2 separate regions of the Urocitellus parryii genome follow, and region 1 is linked to region 2. A link is a contact called in public Hi-C data. All regions are on one chromosome and are shown on one strand. The core of a region is the stretch at or near the end of the contact, and the rest is flanking DNA. Distances in the headings are between cores, read along the strand shown.

Region 1 (6,577 bases), core at 1,785-4,284, 220 kb before region 2:
TTCATATTATTTACTACCTTATTTTTTAAATCCTGTAAGTTAAACTGAGTTATTTTTCTTTTAAATAGGGCATGTCATTATTTCTTTTTAATCAAAACAGAGAACTTAGCAGATTTTTAAATTAACATAGCAAGTAGCCTTCCAATTTTCTTGCTTATTGCCAAAGTAGTAAAGCATAAAGAATAATGAAACCAAGATCCTAAAATTTCACAATCACTGTGCTTAAAATAGAAGTAAACAAAGATCTATGATAATGTACTCTATTTCTGGATCCATCTTCATTATCTTCATGACTAGAAATCATGGCAACAGTTGAGCATCACCTGATTAATTTTACAACTCAATTTACATTTTTAATCAATTTACATTTTTAATTTTTCATATTCAGCCATTTTTAAGAGTAGTTCAATAACTTCTCTTGACTATATAGTCAGTTTCCATTTCCCCTTTTTCCCCAAAGTCAAGGGAAAGAGGGATTAGGAGAAGAAAACAAAAACAAACAAACAAACAAAAAACAAGGGGAAAAACCCTGCATGAATGCCTGATATCTGGGTCAAACTTTGTGAGTTTGACAAACTCACAAACTCACCTATTAATGAGGTGGCACTCTAGATACATAAAGTCCTTATTTCCACAGGATTTATTATTATTTTTTTTCCTTTCTGAAAATTGCTCCCTTTAAATCACTACAAGTTGGGCCTGGGATGTGGCTCAGCAGTAGAATGCTAGCCTAGCACGTGAGGGGCCCAGGGTTCAATCCTCAGCACCACATAAAAATAAATGAATGGAATGAAGGTATTGTGTCTAACTACAACTAAGAAAAATTTTATATATATATATATTTTTTTAATCACCATAAGTGGGCATACTTGTATTAGATTTTCTTAGCTTTTTGGAAATTTCCAGTCTCAATGGAAAGTTCATTAAACTGATAAAGAGAAGTTGGTCATCTATTTGGCTATATAGTGGAGACATCATTTAAATCTCATTCATCTACATATTATTTTAAAAATTAATAAGTGGTTTTCAAGTTTGTGAAATTTCCACCTCTTCTACTCAACTATTACTTGCTTAATATTTATCAAATAGGCAAAACATTCCATGAGATCAAGTTAAAAAAAGCCAATCTCATACCCACCCCTCCCCCAGTCCTACTCACAAGAGAAAACCAGAGTTAATAAATTCTAATGTAAACATCCAAAAACTTGGGAAGCATGTAATTTTATAGACTATTCAAAGAATTACTTTCTATTTGCCAGTATGTGCTAAAAATTAAGAGTTTTAAATGTTTGTATTTTATATACTAAAATAGTGTTTAAATGAACCTTTTCTGCTAAAAAGGCGGGCTGTGATAAGGCCGACAGGTCACAAGTCATCCTTGAGGCAAAATATTAAAGGCAATTCCCCTACAGCCATCAGACACCTCTACAGTTAAGTACTGAACAAGGAATGAAAGAGGTATGCCAGGAAGCTTCAAAAGGGAATGTTTGTGATTCATAAAGACCACTATTACTAATTTCCAAACTTCAGTTTGCTTGCTGCTTCTCATTACTTCCATTTCATCAATACACACAAAAAATAAAATTATGGTCTTCTAGGCAGAATTGAAATGTGTATTTCAAATAAGGAACACTGAAACAGAGGATAAGAGGTATCCTCAGCTGGCCCAAAGCAACTTGATGAAGAATAAATTTCACCAAAATGGAGAGCTTTCAATCAGGATAGCAACATAAAGAAGGATTGAATTTGTAATCATCCATTTCCAATGTCAATTATTAAGTGTATAATACATGATCAAAAGTGTTCAGGCTGCCATAAGGTTTCCAATAATCTGTAACAAGATAAGGTATATTTACTATTTAATCAAAGGCATATCATTCTGAGGATCAGAAAGAGTGGCAACTGTGTCAACAAATACCCAATGGCTAATATTAGCTGGATGATCTCCGAGGACATCCCAATATTCAACTCCATAATTTCAACAATTACTAAATGAGATGACTGTGTTCAGTTTTAGACTACTTTAACTGAGATTAGTGTGGTGTCTTGTAGGACTGACTTTCAGATGGGAATTTTTTCTTAACCGTATTATAAGTAAATACAGTTAACACCTACCCATTAGGAAAAGCTTCTACTTTGCAGTAAAGGCCCCCAAACCCTAAACTTTTCGCCAACTGCAAACTGAGTTCCTTGCCACCTGATTCACTGCAGAGAACCCACAGAATGCAGCACTAAAGGTGAACGCGGTTTCTGCTTGGGGGAATAGGAGGTCGCCTCGACTAGCCGCAGTGGGGCAGGGGCGCGTGACTTCTGCAGGTGCCAGTACTGAGTAAGGTCCCAACCAAAGGTGGGGCGGTGGCCGCATCCTCCGACGTCTCCGCCCCGCCAGGTGAAACACGCAGGATGCGCTGGAACGCAGCAGAATGGAAGCCACTCGCGCGCCTCTGCGTCATCGCCTCTGCGTCATCCCGGCCGCATAGCGTAAGGTCCAGGCCGCGTGACGCAGGAGAGGGTCCAAACCCGCCAGACGTTTGGCACTCCTAAGAACTCCATGTTGAAGCTGGGATTCACAGGCGGCCGGTGACAGCACGGGCGCAACTCCACCTCTATCCCGCTCTTGGTCATCTAGGGCTAACTAGCAGTAGTCTCTGGGGACAGCTCCTTTCCCACACAACTCCAGAGCACCTTCATCCAGACACACACTCAAGCCCAAGGGCCCTTTCCTCCCTGCCCTAGCGGCCGGTTCCCGAAGTGTGATTCGCACGCCGGAACCAAATCGCGCGAGGCACGGCGCCCAGGGAATGCTGGGAACGGTAGTTTGCCAGCCACACCACGCGCCTGGGAGACGCAAACGTCCTAAGGCAAGACGGAACTACAACTCCCACTCGCCCCGAGCTGGGAGCCTCGCCAACCCGGCCGGCACCAGGACGCCGTGGCGGGGATACCCCTTACCTGCCGTTGCTGCAGCTGCCCCTGAGCCGCCGCCGCCACTGCCACCGCGGTGGGGAGTGTTCCGCTTCTTATTCTTCGGCATCGTGGGACGCCCGGTGCCGTCTAAACTCGGAGTTTAGCGAGGATCAGCCGATGGAGCTGCACTTTCTACTCGTACGTCTGTGAGGCGGGCGGCTGAGAGGCGAGTCTTCGGCTAACAACAGAGGCGAGAAGCGGCGGGGGTAAAAATGGGCGGTGGCGGCAGCAGAAATCCCCGTGAAGAGCTGTGATCGGAAACGATACATGTTTCTCTCTAGCGCGGGAGCTAAGGCGGGGCGGGCGAGACCACGACGCCTTAAGTAGCCAGACGACCGCCTGTCGTCACCATATGTGGGCGGGACTCGAACTCTCACTAGCCAATCCCTTCAGATCTCCCCACTAGCGTCCACTTGGGCGGCGCGTGTAACCTGACTCCCAATCCCATGCGGCAAGTCTTAGTTCCGCGCCCTGAGAGTCTTCGCGGCCGCGCGGAATTTAGGGAAATGTAGTAGGCCCGGGGGTGGGGCCTCCGGCTCCGCCCAGCTGCCCCCAAGGGGCTTTTCTGCTTTCTTGCTTCGCTGAGTGTGACCCCGCCTGTGCTTGGCGCACGCCTGCGTTGGTATTAACTAATGTGGTCATGCCGGTGATCCATCCCGCAAGTATGCTTGGTAATGAGAGCCGCCTTCAGACTGGGAGCTACGCAATCACTTGTGCTACTCTTTCTTGGCCACTCTAGTTCTTTTCTTTAACCTTACCCCTGCTTCGCAGGGATCTCTGCCCAAGCACAACCATCTGTCTCTTTGAGAACTTTTCTGTGATAGTGTTTGGATTAATTTTAACAATCATCAGTACCTACATTTGAACTGTGGTTCAGGAATACGTCTCCTCCCATACATACGCCCCCCCACCCCAGTCCAGTATGCTTTTGTCCACTTTAGTTGTGTCATTTCGGGTATATGTCATATTCTAGACTTAAAATACCTGGCAATTTGGTGTCAAATCTCCATATAAGAATTTGCCCTTGACAGTCCTTCCTGCCAGTTAGAAGGTCAGTTTGGGATAAGAGCTTCCGAGAATTTAACAGCTGGTAAAACAAACATGAACTATAAATATCAATAATCTCGGTGGGGTTTGTTTTGTTTTCTAGAGGTGCTTCTAAGATCTCTGTCTTCCTTGTTAAACATTTGCCCTTTATTTAGGGCCTGTTATTAGGTTCCTATACTATGTTTATGACAGACCAAACTCTGAATCACTTCAGTGTAGGTGACTCATTCTCTACTCCACCTCTCACCTGCGCTCCATTCGCTTATTTTTTAACCACCTGTAGGACATTTTCACCTGGCTGTCCAATACTGTGTTTCCCTCTTCCTGTCTTTACTATATTATTATCTTCCCATATGCTCAAATTCCGAAAAATTCATACATGGTTCCTCTCTCTTTAGTGTTCCTGCAAAACAATTGGTTTTAAAATAAAGCTTTCAAATTCGTGTCTTATTCACTAATCACATGTGGCCTCAGTTCATGTCTGGGCTCCCAGACTTCATGTGCGTGTTTCATACCCAATGATTCTGTGAAACTTACTCACATATCCCCTATTTTATTTATCCTCCCACTTTAATAGTTGTTACAATATTTCAAGGTTCCCCTTACTGACATATTAAATGCCAATCCTCTTAGCCTGACCCTTATTCCCTTTCCAGTTTCCCCATACACATCTTATTCAGCTAAAATGGACTGCTCTTCCTTTCCAATACACAGCTCTGCTCTCTCACTTCGATTTCATCATTTATATTGTTTCATGTTCTTGCAATGCCCTTCCTCTGATTTTCATATTAAGTCTTGTCATCTCAGAAGATCTAGATCAAATGCTGCCACCTTCATGAAGGCTTCACACAGAATCTGTTCTTCACAGTTCTTTAACTTGCTTTTTAGTGTTCTAATGGCACTAATTACATCCCCACAGGCCACACAGTCTACTCCAAGATAGTGTTCAAAGGGCACCATTTTAGGGTTGCTTTTACTTTGTTTAATCCTGAAGGAGCTAGTAAATTGCACACAGCATGTAAACCAGACAAGGATGCCAGTTGGTGGACAAAGCTTCCATCAATTCCCTTGTATCTGGTACAAGGAACATCTGAAATCCAGGAGCTTTGGTCCCCATGGATGCAGTGAGATGTCTCTAGGATGAATGATCATGGAACTATAGACTCAATACCTGCTTAACCCCAGGCTCTTCATCTAGAAACAACATACATAAGACAAAAATTTAGCTACTCTGTAAATCCCATCACCCAGGCCTAATAATTGGTCTGGCTTCTAGGCCTTGAAAATTGTGCTTTGCCTGTGTTTGAGGCAACCCCTTTTTTTCAATATTCCTTCATTCCCACTTAGAGACTCTTCTTGGACAGCCTATTCAGAGTACATCATATACATACTTGTTTTACATTGATTTGTGAACACATCTGTCATCTCATGAAATTGTTGGCTTCCTCAAAACAAAAACCTGTTTACATCATCCCTGCATATTCCCTGTGGCACATTAAAGAAGTGTTATTCATAATTATAGATAGTATACATTAAATGAATGTTTACAGAATTATTTACAAACTGTTTTCTAGGCCTTGAATACAGAAAACGGTCTTCAATACAGAAAACAGTCAAACTGGGTACAAATTGTTTTCTATACCTATTGTTACATACATGTCATTACATTATTATGTAATTATTATGTAAATATCTAGTTTAGCTCTGGATAAATACAAGTATCAAAAAGATTTAGCCATATTCATGTGATAGTCGTTTTCAATTCAACATGGCCTATTTTGTATTATGTTTACAGAAATTAATTACAAGACTCCAAACAGCAGGTCAACAAAAATAATTACAAATGCCAACAAGAAAGGGGAAGCACAATAGGGAATAGAATAAAGGAGTTTTCTCCTAGTCAGTCTTTTCCTTTTGATTCAGGAAATAATACCTTCCCCAAGGATTTCTACCTACATCTCATCTCATTGGCCAAAGCTGTGTCATATGATGATCCCTAGCTGCAAGGGAAATTAGAAGACAAGTTTTTCATTGTGTTGTTTTATTTGGTACTTAGGAGTTATTAATAGTGTACAGGAGTTCTTTACCACTAAGCTACATTCTCCTGCCCCATATATATATTATATTTTTTTTATTGTTGTTTTTTTTTTTTTTGAGATAGGGTCTTGCTAAGTTGCGGAGGCTGGCCTCAAACTTGTGATTCTCTTGATTCAGCCTCCCAAGTGGCAGAAATTACAGACATATGCCACCATACCTGGCAAGATAGTTTTAGTTGATCTCTTTGGTATTCAAATTGGAGGTTCTACTGATAATAATGAAGGAGAAATCATGTATTTAAGGCAGACAAATAGTAATATCTGCCTTGTATATAAGGCAAAGTTCTGCCATGCTCTAACAAATAAATAACGTATTTGTTACCAAGTTGACATTATGTGCTCTTACCACTTAATCATAATAAAAAGTATTTTCCTCCTATAAAACATGATTTACTTTAACATTCCATCTAACAGGTATTACCATTTGTGGTAAGTATACTCAAATATTGCAAAAACAAGTGTTCCAT
Region 2 (6,323 bases), core at 384-2,883:
ATATACCCTTGGGCCTGGCAACATTCATAATTTTAAGATAATCAATGATTTTTGAGAATTGTATGATTTTGGAAAGCATATCCATGAGCTCAATTCAGAGATTTAATTTGATTAAAGATTCCATCTTTACTTCTTAAACTGGCAGCCTTCTGGAACTTTGAAGAATATGGAAATCCTAATAGTCTGTTAGTATTAGATAAGAGCTGAACATATGGTCAACCAATGAAAAAGGAGTGGGGTAAGTTTATATTTAACTCACAAGCCTATCAATTGATAAGTACTGAAATTAGAATTCCACCGATGGGAGTTGGGAAGAATCTGCACTTAAATCTCTGTGCTGTTGAGATAAAAACTTTATACTAAATGTTAATTTTGCTGTGAAGATAAAAAACAAAGAAGGCAGAAAACCTCAACAAAGACTGAGAACCAAATTTAAGTCCCAAATCATATCCATTAGAGAAAGACAATCTGTTACATTAAGTTATACACAAAGGCAAAAAAAAGGGGTGGGACAGGGAAAGACTTAAAAGGAGTCCCATACATCATCTACCTGCAGCTTTCAGAGTTTGATTCATGGTCACTACCAGTAGGTCAGAGGTCAACATAGCAGTGGGGTAGAGACCAAGTAGCTGTGACGGTTTTCATAACCCTCTTTAAGTGTTCTCTGAAGTCACAGGTGCAAATCTTCCACGTCCCAAGATGATTTCCTAGGCTCCACATTCAATATGGGAGAATGCACAGAGCAGTCAACAGATTACTAATATGGTCCAGTTGGCATCCAGTTGGCAACTAATATATAGTGGAGAGCAGTGACCAGTCAGCAACTGGAAACCCTTCCCAAACCAAATAAAACACAACTCGGAGGAGGCCAAATCCAACAGTACTCGCGAGGAAAAGGAGCTGCTAATCCCAGAATTATAATCACACACGCGCGAATCGGAGCTGGTCCACACCCTCCCCCCCCCCAAGTGGACCAAGTGCAAAGCTGGGAGCTCCAAACCGGAAGACAAATGCCCACAGCGCTTCCCAAATTGCGAGGAATGTCTTTTCATCTCGTTTTCTACGCCCTCCCGGGATCGATCTGCCAAATAGCCGTATTTGACCCCGCCCCTCATCCCAATAGGTTCTGCCAGTGGTCTCCTCGCGCCCAGGTGGTCTCAGAGCTGAAGGGCTCCCAGGGTCCTATTGGCAGTAAGCTGCAGTCGGGGGATGAAGAGAGGAAAACAAATCGCCTGCACCTGAGGGCACCATACTCACCTTCACAGTCTACACCTGCGACTCCACTGCAGCTCTCAAGATCTTGTTCCTCCAGTCCCGCAACAGCCCCCTGGGTCTTGGGGGCAGCCATTTCTCAGCTTAGCAAAAAAGGGAGGGCCACCGGGAGGAGCCGGACAGGGACGGGCCGGTACCAATAGAAATGTGACTTGAGGTGAACGCCTCCTCCACGCGCCGTTTCCTCCACGCCTACGCCGCGCTGTCACGGCCTGGGCCAATAGGATGTGGCGAGCGGACTCTAATCCCCTCCCCTTACAGCTACTACCACGCCCCCATCCGTGATGGAGAGACAGAGAACTACAATTCCCGGCGTGCTGTGGGGGCCCTGGGAAGAGAGGGCTGGTAGAGGCACTGACGGGCGGGGGTGCGCCCGAGAGTGCCCCGGCGTGTTCGCTTAGTTCAGTGAATCAGAACAATGACTGCGCCGCCGGGTCCCCGGGAGCGCGTCGGGAGACTGTGAGCAGCTGCTGCCGGGAGAGCGGCGGGCGGCGCAGCCTCGGTGGCGCGGTGTCAACGCCAGGCTTGAGAGCTGCTAGCACAGACCCTGCCCAGCGCCCGCAGCTCGCGCGGGGCTGCCGGGCTCCTGCGCTTGCAGCCGCTACTCGCGAGCTGTGCATTGTTGTGAGCTGGTTGAGGGGCGCGGGGATTACAAAGCCTGGAAACCCCGGAGCCCCCCTTTAGCCATGTGGATACCTACGGAGCACGAGAAATACGGCGTGGGTGAGTCTCCGCCGGGCGAACTTTTATTGGGCTTTGGCCGGAGCTGGTGCGCATTTCTCGTCCTTGCCCTCGCGCCCCTCCAGCTCCGCCGGGCTGGAAATGCCTAATCCTGGCATCGTGCAGTGGGTTTGGGGCTTTGCGGAGGGAGCTCCGGACGGAGTGGGTACGCGCCGGGGTTTCTCTTCCCACCGCTTGCTTGGCGAGCCCTGAACCGGACCCCGAGCGCCGGGACGGCTGGGGAAGCGCGCGGCCCGCCCGCCCGCTCGGGGCTCTGCCTGCAGAGTTTGGAGTGGCGACGGGGCGCATTGTGTGTCAAGTTGGAAGAGGAGGCCAACAGGGTTCTTCTCCTTCCATACCCTTCTTGCCCAAAGCGGCAGAGCGACGGCAATGGGCCGCAACGATTTCCCAGGGCGGTGAGGGAGACGACAATCCCGCGGCGAGAACGTCCCTAAACAGTAGGGAAGCGCAGAAATCCCTCAGGATGGGGTTAGCATTCCCGAAGTGCGGAATGTGGCATAGTCCTCTAAAGACCCGCTCTGACAGACCGAGCCCGGTCCGAGGCTCCTTCGTTCCCCCCGATGTTTGGGGTGTGTGTTTGGGGTCGGGGGATTGGCAAATTTCAACATCTGTGCCTCTCGGCTGTTTGGTTTTTGGAGGGGAACCGATATTTCGGCAGTGTTTTCACTTCTGACCACCTTCTCCACTCAGGGCAAGCGCAGCGGGGGTGGCCGTGGAGGATGGCTGTAGAGCGATAATGGGGAGGAGGGTCAGAACGCCTGGATCTTCGAGGCAGGGAGACAGGTTTTAGGAAAGGACTCTGCTGACACTGGTGTTGAGAGAAAAGGAACAGGGTAGTGCTCGCTTTTCTGTGCAAAGGTGAACAACAAAGGACATTAATGTTGACTGATGAATACAGGAGTCTCCCTTCCTTTCCCTCCTCCCTTTTCAGGCGGATTACAGTTCCCGTTTTTGTTGTTTGATATCAGCTGGGTCGCCCCTTGACAGTTACTCCTTTTAGGGTTGAGACTATTAAGCCAGACTCCCTGGCAAGCCTGAAGCAACCAAATGCAATTATAATCTCCCAGAAGGTCTAACACACAGAGAGAACATTATGGATTTTACTAACAATCTTTTATTTCCTATAATGCCCCGTCCTGTCCACTGACGTACTTATTTTTATTTGGGACAGTGATTTAGATATGTGTGATATCTGATTTTGTTTGAAATTCAGTTTCCTGCAATTAAAAAAAAATCTAGAAAGCCTTTGCAGGAAGTCATAGTTACCGGGGATTCCTGCATCACCCCTCCCCCCGCCCAGCTTCACCTGGGGATAGGTCTTTGGAGTTCACTGAAAGGACTGTTTAAGCATCCCCATATTTTTTACATTGGGTTTCTTTCTGGACTGTGACCAGTTAGCAAGACAATAGTTTGTCCTGGACCCACCTTTGAGAAAGGCTTCCAGCTTTCCCTGTCTTCAAAGTGTAAAGGGAACCTTTGCCAAGCTCTCTACTGGGGAGAAGTAGATGTTGGTGGTTGTTTTCCTTCTCCTTACTCTCCTCTTTGGGGCGAGGGGGGAGGAGGGCGGTGTTAACCCTTGCTAGGGAGAAGACATTGCCTTGGGTGAACTGGTGATGAACCAGAGGATATCACCTCATAATGGACCTTAACACAGTGCAGGAAGCACAGACCCATCCAGGCAATACTATCCTGCTTGGAGCTGATCCCAGATGTTGCTTTCTTCCAAGTGTTAAATTATACAGATTATGAGCGGGATTTATTTTCTTGATTTCTTTATGTGCCAGGTCACAGCTGGGCTGCTGGTATCGATTAGTTCATCTCTTGCCTTTCTTTACATGCTGTGGGCAGAGGCTTAAAAACCACTCTGGGATTTCTTGGAATTGCATACCGGATATTATCAGTCAACTGTTTTGGGCTGCCACAGACTACTCGGTTTTGGTTGTGATTTGGTTGCAGAGTAGGGGAGGTAGAAGGGCCTGAGCATACATATTTGGGAAAAGGAGGTTGAGTGAGGATTGAGATAAGGGGCAAGAGCAAAGAGGGTTCTTCTACCCAAAATTATTGCTATCGTTCTCCTTTATGCAGTATCATATGTACAGGAATGTTAATCATCTTTTAATATTACATTTTGAGCATTTGGCTTGTGGAATGCTGAGCTGTTTTTTAGAATCCATCTGTTAGGTGTGTGTGTGTGGTGAAAATTTTGCTAGGATACTTATGATGTGTGGACTTTATTTCTCACCATGGAGAGTACTATTTGTGGCTGCTTATACTGCAAGTTATTTTTTTTTTAAACCTTGGTTGGTGTGTGCATTTCTCTCATTTAGTTCTTATAAATAGTAAAGATATTTTATGGGCTCAGATGTTTGGCTGATACCAGGTATAGTAGTAATTCAGTTTCTTCATTCTTTGAAATAAGTCAATCTTAGTAACTTAGAATATCTGAAGTAAATCTATGCAAACTGTTTTTTCACTGATACTTATGTACCATCTTCTATGTATGGGATACTTATGTCTATAATTTTTGATTAAATTTCAAGTAATATATTAAAAATATAAATAAAATTAATTTTATAATCATAGTAAGATTTATCAGAAATTCTTTTTCAAATTTGATACATGGCTACTATTTCCTCCACGTAAATGATGAGTGATCTTCAAATAGTGTATGGTCAGTCATATTCCTGAGTGTTATGATTCTAGGGCAAGACATAGTGATAAAACTATAGTACTGAAAGACAGGGAATGTTCTCTTTTAAAAAACTTATTAGCAAGGATTGGAGATATAGCTTACTGGTAGAGCACTTTCCCTAGCATTTGTGAGGTCTTATGTTCATCTCCAGTTCTGGGGGAAAAAAAAAAGCAAATTAGTAAGCACAATGGTAGGCATGTTTTATTGGGTAACTCTAATTAGTTTCTGTTCCTGTCTAGATTCTGTTGTCAGCTATGTGACCTTAGATAAGTTGCTTAATCTTTCTGAGTCCTAGCCCTTAGGTCTGTTCTACCTAAGGTCCTTCCCAGTTCTAATTCTGTGGATTACTTCCAACCAAATGTGTTCTTTGGTTAGAAAAACATGTCCATTGTGTAGAGATTGTTATGAGTGAGAAACTTTTGTTGTGACATGTGCCACATGGTTTTAAACTAAGATCAGAGGTAAGTGAATGCTACCTGGCAAGCTACCAGAACCAAGGTGACTGTTGTTCACTTTCTCAATCTGTTCAATTCTCTCTCTCCAGTAGTAGTTCCATGGGCAGTGACTAAAGCATTTTTGATCTCCCACTCAAAAATTTCCTCACGATCACTATCTGCCTCTTGCATGTCCTCATCTGTCAAGCTCCTACCTCCCTTAATTTGGTGAGGGTTCTTCACAGAGAAGGTTAAAACCATTGCAGATATGTTTGTGCTCATTTGTCCAATAGGCATTTTTTTTTGCACAGTGTTTGTAGGTGAGCCAGTGAGTCTTCCTGAGCTGCAACCCACACCCTCTCACACCTAGCCAGATGTTTTACATATGTGAGCCTGGTTAAGCTTGGCAAGAGAATGTAGGTTGGAAAACAAAATCAGCAATAAATCCATGAGTCTTACGGGAAACAAAATTAAGAGCAAGCTAATCTGACAGTCATGAGAGTCTTTTTAAAAATAAAGTATTAAAAAGTCCTAATGTCACTGAGTCCTTACAAATATTCTTGTCCTGTCTTTCTCTGTAAGCATGTGTGTGTGTGAGTGTGTGTGTGTGTGTGTTTAAACTTATCTGAGTAGGAATCACATTCCTTTTTAAAATCCCTTCTGTTTTAGGAAAAGGAGATAGGTACCTCCTCTTTTCTATTCAGGATCTTCAGAATCTTCCTTCAGAAGGTTGCTTTAATGGTAGCTCCTATAGGGAGAGTCTGATGGGCTTACACCTTCAGTCTTACTTTTCAGTTTTTCAGCTAAGGATTCCTGTTTGTGGTACCATGTTGTAGTTAGATTATACAGGATCTAAATAGTGGTGTGCTGCTTGGGATTGTTTGTGACATTTAGAGCCTAACACAGGATTCTGAACTTCCAGTGGAAAGAGAAGAGGAATGATTTATACCTCCAAGTAAAGTACCATTGAAGGGCTGTGCAGATCTGGTGGCAGCTGATGATTCCACCCTCCTGTGGGAATAGCCTATAAAAATGTTTCCCTCTTTCGGTCATTCTCCTAAGTGATGATTCTTTCACAAGGTCACCATGGTAACATAAAGTTGATGCCCTTCCTCTCTGGTCTTTTTTTTTTTTTTCCTTCAGAATCTGTTATGGTAGGTGCCACAAAAGAGATTATAAAATTT

Evidence for each region. A called contact is a pair of places that touch in the nucleus more often than the background predicts.
Region 1: a contact with region 2 is called in a Hi-C map of muscle, with 7 times the contacts expected there. The contact joins the promoter of Ifrd1 here to the promoter of Dock4 in region 2. A contact is called at or near these places in 2 of 2 Hi-C or Micro-C datasets (liver and muscle).

What each region holds. Positions count from the first base shown.
Region 1 is chr3:72,050,639-72,057,215 of mUroPar1.hap1, reverse strand. It overlaps Ifrd1 (interferon related developmental regulator 1), which reads right to left and starts at 3,034. Exons shown (of 12, transcript XM_026408732.2): 1 at 2,953-3,034. The coding sequence starts at 3,034. It overlaps LOC144253983, which reads right to left and starts at 3,269. Exons shown (of 1, transcript XM_077796727.1): 1 at 3,078-3,269. The coding sequence starts at 3,236. The coding sequence ends at 3,078.
Region 2 is chr3:71,826,891-71,833,213 of mUroPar1.hap1, reverse strand. Dock4 (dedicator of cytokinesis 4) reads left to right here and starts at 1,633. Exons shown (of 52, transcript XM_026408408.2): 1 at 1,633-1,995. The coding sequence starts at 1,959. It overlaps Znf277 (zinc finger protein 277), which reads right to left and starts at 1,393. Exons shown (of 12, transcript XM_026408250.2): 1 at 1,258-1,393. The coding sequence starts at 1,348.